Regions from separate parts of the Rattus norvegicus genome. Here region 1 is linked to region 2. A link is a contact called in public Hi-C data. All regions are on one chromosome and are shown on one strand. The core of a region is the stretch at or near the end of the contact, and the rest is flanking DNA. Distances in the headings are between cores, read along the strand shown. Region 1 overlaps LOC108349443 (a long non-coding RNA gene). Region 2 overlaps LOC103690933 (a long non-coding RNA gene).

Region 1 (3,055 bases), core at 47-2,546, 160 kb before region 2:
TGTGTGTGTGTGTGTGTGTGTGTGTGTGTGTGTGTGTGTGTGTGTGTGCATATAGACATATATACACATACATCTGAATCTCAGAGATTTGTTCTGGAAAATCTGCTTTTGCTTCCAATGCTTTGTCTTTTCGCGACCACATTTATAAGCATTTTGAAGTTCTTTATGAGCACTTTGCCTGCCTCTCCACACTCCTAAATATTCCCCTCTGCTCCTCATGACCAGCCGTGCTTACAGCCTTGGTTGGCTGAAGAATAAAACATTAGTTCACCTCAAAGTCTGCTATTAAATTTACCTCATTTATTGGCCACCAGGAGTTGTGCCCAAGCTACTGAGGTCAGTCCTAACTACAATGCTATGGGGGCCCCCAGAGCCCCTCAGTTTCCCAGCTTAATGGCCGAGGAGCCTCTTGAGCCAGTTAAATCCTACTGTTGACATATTCGTACCACTGCTCTTAGAGTTCCTTTGATCCACTACCGTGCTCCCACAATTTGGGGATCTATTATACTGCATGTTAAGTAAAAGTAGGCAGATATGAAAAAGTTAGGGAAACACAGCTACTACTGGATGAATGATCTGTTTGTCTATCTGTGCAGTGGGCGCTGGCACTACTGGACCCTCGGATTTAAGGTAAATAAAGCCTGGTTATTCTGCTGTCTGAGTAGAACCATGTTGCCTCTGCTGCCCTTGAATGGCCAGCAGTAACCTGCTCACTCACTAAAAGCTATGCTCAGTCTCGGTGCAGAACGACATTCAACTGGGACTCTTGGTTTTCTTCATCAACACATCAGTTTGTCATTCTGTAAAAATAGGAAATTTCTCATCACCGGGACTGATTGCCGCAACCTGAAGCTATTGGATACACTGTTACATACATGCCCGAAGTGTCTGCTACACTCTTGAGTACTGCCATGCCTGAAGTGTCTGCTACACTCTTGAGTACTGCCATGCCGGAAGTGTCTGCTACAGTGTTGCTTACTGCCATGTCTGAGGTGTCTGCTACACTGTTACATGCTACCAGGCCTGGAATGACTGCTTGTATTTTTAATAGGCTGATAAATGATCATATTCAAAATAAAAGAGGTATTTCCTTTCTGTTGTTAAATCAGGCCCATAAAACTAAGCCAGATAGAAAACCCTCGAATCTGAATAACCATTTTATTCACAGACTGTCAAATAGCATCAGGCATCAACTCCTTAAAGGTTCCAGTTTTAAGCACTGCACTCATGCCTCTCCCAGCCTGACCTGGAGTGACCAGGTTGAATGGTCAGAGCCCTCACATCTGAGTGCTGATTCAGGCCTTTGCTCCCTGCTGCCAATAACAGATCATCGAGGTGCCAGATTTAGTGGTGGTTTCCTATGATGCACATACCTGTCCAGCAGGAATCGGAGCGTGACCACAGCCATTTTCCTTAAGCCACAGAATAACTGTCAGATGGCAATTGCTCATAGTCACCACTCAGCTCAGCAGCCGTCCAGGGACAGGCTTCCACCGCCTATGTCCTTCCAACAGGGAAGAGAGTTTTCTCACTACACTGTCGTTCACCTGGGTGAAAGGTCAATGTTTGATCTGAAGCTTTGGAAAATCATCCAAGCAGGAAAAACAACAAATTCCACCTGTTTCTTCTCTGCAGTTTGGCTCTTTTTATTTTTACATGAATAATTTTCTGTATTCATATTTTCATGTACTTCAATAAAAGCCCTATCAGTAGGGACTAAATGTTTTAAAGTCACAAATTTTGGTTGTGCACTGCCTTTTTCTTAGAAGGAAGGATACATTTTTTTTACTTAGAGTCTATTTCTTGAATAAGAAAGTATCCTCTATTTTCTCCCTTAGAGAATAATTCAGAACATTCAGCATAGAGGGCACAATGCTATACAGAGGGTCATGCCAGCAGTGATCACAATGTTAATTTAGGGTGACTGATCATTTCAGACTGGAGGCTTCTTTTGAGTTGAGTCAGACAAAGTGTTTTAAGTTACAAATTAACAAGACAAACAGGTGCTTACTCTGAGTGATTCCTCACTCCTGGATAGAATTTTCTGGAAACCTCAAGTTACACAAACTTGGTAAACATGCAGCATTTCTATGCATTAGAGTAACTGAAAACATTACTGCTTAAACCACCAATTGCCATAAATGATTATTTGATCCAAATAATTAGCTAAATATAAATATATAAATATAAATGCACATTTATATACTTTGTGTGTGTGTGTGTGTGTGTGAGAGAGAGAGAGAGAGAGAGAGAGAGAGAGAGAGAGAGAGAGAGAGTGTGTATAATCATTCTCTGGTATCTGTCCATGAGGAACTAGTTTAATTTCAGGACCCACCTCTGCTACCAAAGTCCTCATATAACACAGTGTATGTATGTTCTTCTGAATACTTTAATTCGGGTCTAGATTGCTTACAGAACACAGTAGAACTAAGTGGTTGTTACACCATATCATTTCAAGGTGATGGAAGGGAAGAATGGCTGTATATGTTATACAGATGCATTTTTCTGAATATTTTTGATCTGTAGTTGGTTGTATCGATATATTTGGAGTCCAGAAATATGGAGGGTTGATTGTGTGCATGCGCACACACACACACACACACACACACACACACACACACACAAATACACACACTAATATACAGGAACACCTACACACACACACACATACATGTACACACACACACTAACATACAGGAACACCTACACACACACACACATACATGTACACACATACATGTACACACAAATACACACACACATACATACACACATACACACTAACATACAGGAACACCTACACACACACACACATACATGTACACACACACACACACACTAATATACAGGAACACCTACACACACACACACACATACATGTACACACATACATGTACACACAAATACACACACATACATACACACACACACTAACATACAGGAACACCTACACACACACACATACATGTACACACATACATGTACACACAAATACACACACACATACATACACACACACACACTAACATACAGGAACACCTACACACACACACAC
Region 2 (3,037 bases), core at 313-2,812:
TGGGTGATAGCCCAGGGGGAGAGGGCTACCTCACATGCAGGAGGGTGGGTGATAGCCCAGGGGGAGAGGGCTGCCTCATGCTGAGGGCTATTTCATGCAGTGAGGACGCTGCACAATACTGTGAAGAAACAGCCAGGAGCTGACTCTGAGTGAGTGAAAGTGAGTGAAAGAAGGAGGCTGGAGAGAAGAGGGAGCAGAGAGTGTGAGCTCTGGAAGGTTATCATAGGAACTACCTTTTATCCCAAAAAATAAAAAGGTGGAATCCACTGGAGTAGTTAAGCAGAGGTAAAATAACCAGCAGCGAGCTGTGGCTGCTGAGAGGAAATTTTCAGGGTCGAAGGTGGATGGTGATTAGAGAGCTACCACAGTTCCCCAAGTTTCCCAATTACAGTAATTCAGACCAGGATGGAAACACAGGAGTGAGAAAAACAAAACACTGTGTTCTTACTCTACCTTCAAAACAAAGACAACAGTTTGTGTTCAGAGTCAAAGGTAGAGCAAGTGTGGACACGGCCATGATGCCAAGCGGTAACAGGAGACTGGAGAAGAAGGGCGAGGGGAGACAGGAGAGTAAGCTGCAGTGACTCGTGTCATACAATGCCAGAGTGCAACCCATGCTCTGCATGTTCACCTAAAACTTAGTTGAGAAAACAGTGAAGGGTAGCAAAACAGCTTAATGGGTGAAGCGCTTACCCAGCTCACGATCAGGGTTCAATCCCAGGCCCTCTAACTTCCACACAACACATAGCAAACACATACAAAAATCATCTACATACAGTAATAATAAATAATACTTCTTAATTATTTTTAAAAAAACAGGCAGGGAATGGAGTGATCTAGTAAAGACCAGAGATCTGGTTAAAGAAGCTGTTGGCATCCAGGTAGAGCTGTCAAATGATCTCTGAGAATACACACTTGGAAATGAGGCAGAGTCCTAGAACAGAGATAAAATTTATATCTATATCACTTACATCTAAGGGCTTCCAAAGTTCTATATACATAGACTTACATGTGTGCACATGAAACCATGGAGGGAGTATACAGAGCGAGGAGATTCAGGGACGAGGGCCCAGAACTACAGTGTTTAGGAAAGAGCAGGAGGAGGAATCAGTAACAAAGCAGCAAACAAACCAGAGGACTGCAGTGTCCTCAAAAGACAGGGAAAGTCCTCCCCTGAAGCGGGAGCGATCAGTAGTGCAGGTTCTCAAGAGCTAAGAAGTCGAAACGTAATGATTGACCATGCGCTCTGCACCAGTGGCCACAGAAGGTGTAAAGACCTTCTGAGAAGGTCACCATGCTGAAGTAACTTCTAAAGGCAGAACGCAGGCCCTAGGCAAGAGTGATCTGAGTGTTTCACAGTAGACATGCATCCTGTCTGAGATAAGCAATGGAGTCAGGAGAGGAAGCACAGTCAGAGGAAGCATGAGCCTGAAGAACAGGACAGGCCTCGTTGCTCACAAAGCTGTCCTGATGGAGACATATCAACTGAGTACTGAAGAGCGAGAGGTAATCTGGACCTTCGGTGAAGTGAGCGCCCTTTTTGTTCTTTTGTTAATCATTTACCTGTGAAGGGCTGGGATGTGTACATGCCAAGGTGTGTGTGGAGGTCAGAGGACCAGCTGCAGAGGTCAGTCTCTCCTTCGCACATGTGAGTCCCAGGCACGGAACTGAGGCGGTCAGTCTCAGTGGTGGCACTGAGCCATCTCGCCAGCCTTCGTTTTGTTTTAAATAGTTACAAGGAAAAAGCCTACAGAAATAATAAGTACGGCATTGTGCTGTGCAGGGTATATGTAGTGCTCTGTGTAATGCTGTGCAGAGTACCAGAGCTCTCAGTGGTCACAGTCAGCTCTTAACAAGCATGTTAGCTCCAAGGGCACAAAGCCATAGTCGAGAGCTGGAGCCAAGAGTGGGGATCTGAACAGGCACAAACTCTCATGAGGCAAAACAGTGTTCCATAATCTTCCTAAACAATCTTTAGACCAGATTCTATGGACCCCTCAGGACTGGGACCCTAATAAAGTCCATGCCTATGAAAGCTATTTATAAACCTTTTCAGAGAAGGTTACACAAATATATCATTTCAAGCACTGTGTAAATAACAGTTGTAACTTACTCCTCTGGGACTATCTGAGTTTTAACAGATCTGAAAACTATCTTTATATAGGTTATATTTTGTCAAATAAAATATAACCCAATGATATTATTTTAAGATATCATACACACACACACACACACACACACACACACACACACACACACATATCCATTACAGTAATTCTGTATCATCAGGATAACCACCACCATTTATGCCCCAGACACTGAACCGAGCACTCCATGCTAACATCCCATCTATGTCTCACAGAACATTATAAGATTACTATTAACATCACCATCTTAGATTAAAAAAAAAAAAACATTGGGTTTCTAGAAACTAAACTGTTGTCTCACAATGATGAAATGGTAAAACCAGGACTTGTAGCTTTGATTGTAAAGTCAATGTATGCCACCAGCATCTAGACACACAGCTATGGGGAGAGACAGACATACAATACATAGATATATTTAATCCATTTTGTTCCCCTCTCCAAGTTATCACATATCAAATGGGTTGATGTGAACAATATAAGAACCTCCTGAGAGCTGATTTGAACCCTGGGATGAGCCCTACAAATACACCAAGAATCTTTTATGTAATAGGTCAACTTAAAAGTCCATGAAAACTGTTGTAGTGCCTTTGTCACAGTTAATTGCTGAGGAGACCTGGCATATGTAAAAGAAACAGTGAAGTGTATATAGGTTTTAAGGTCATATACATCCCCACACTATTTAGAGCCCAGAATAAACCTCAATTGTATTATTAAACATGCATAGTTTTCATTTATTCAAGCTTACACTCAATTCGTTATGTCTCATATATTAACCTTGCCAGTGATAAAGGCCAGCAAGTAATACATTCCAAGCCCACCTTTAGGACCGTAGTGAACCCATAAGTGCTGTATTTATGTATGTGATAGCTCCTGCTTTTGATGGAAAATGA

Evidence for each region. A called contact is a pair of places that touch in the nucleus more often than the background predicts.
Region 1: a Hi-C map of liver shows a contact between it and region 2, with 6 times the contacts expected there. The contact joins two enhancer-like sites. A contact is called at or near these places in 5 of 12 Hi-C or Micro-C datasets (the A7r5 cell line, the Rat2 cell line, frontal cortex and 2 more).

The regions. Positions count from the first base shown.
Region 1 is chr1:23,676,937-23,679,991 of GRCr8, reverse strand. It overlaps LOC108349443 (a long non-coding RNA gene), which reads right to left. Exons shown (of 3, transcript XR_001835565.3): 1 at 1,374-3,055. Among named protein-coding and RNA genes, the nearest start is that of Snord100, 180 kb to the right of the region's middle. Within about 2 kb of position 1,296, at least 1 of the 93 cell types and tissues checked has an H3K27ac peak or open chromatin away from gene starts, as enhancers often do. A contact at or near this core is called in liver, where this site is marked.
Region 2 is chr1:23,519,231-23,522,267 of GRCr8, reverse strand. LOC103690933 (a long non-coding RNA gene) reads right to left here. Exons shown (of 5, transcript XR_589877.4): 1 at 1-3,037. Among named protein-coding and RNA genes, the nearest start is that of Snord100, 19 kb to the right of the region's middle. Within about 2 kb of position 1,562, at least 2 of the 93 cell types and tissues checked have an H3K27ac peak or open chromatin away from gene starts, as enhancers often do. A contact at or near this core is called in liver, where this site is marked.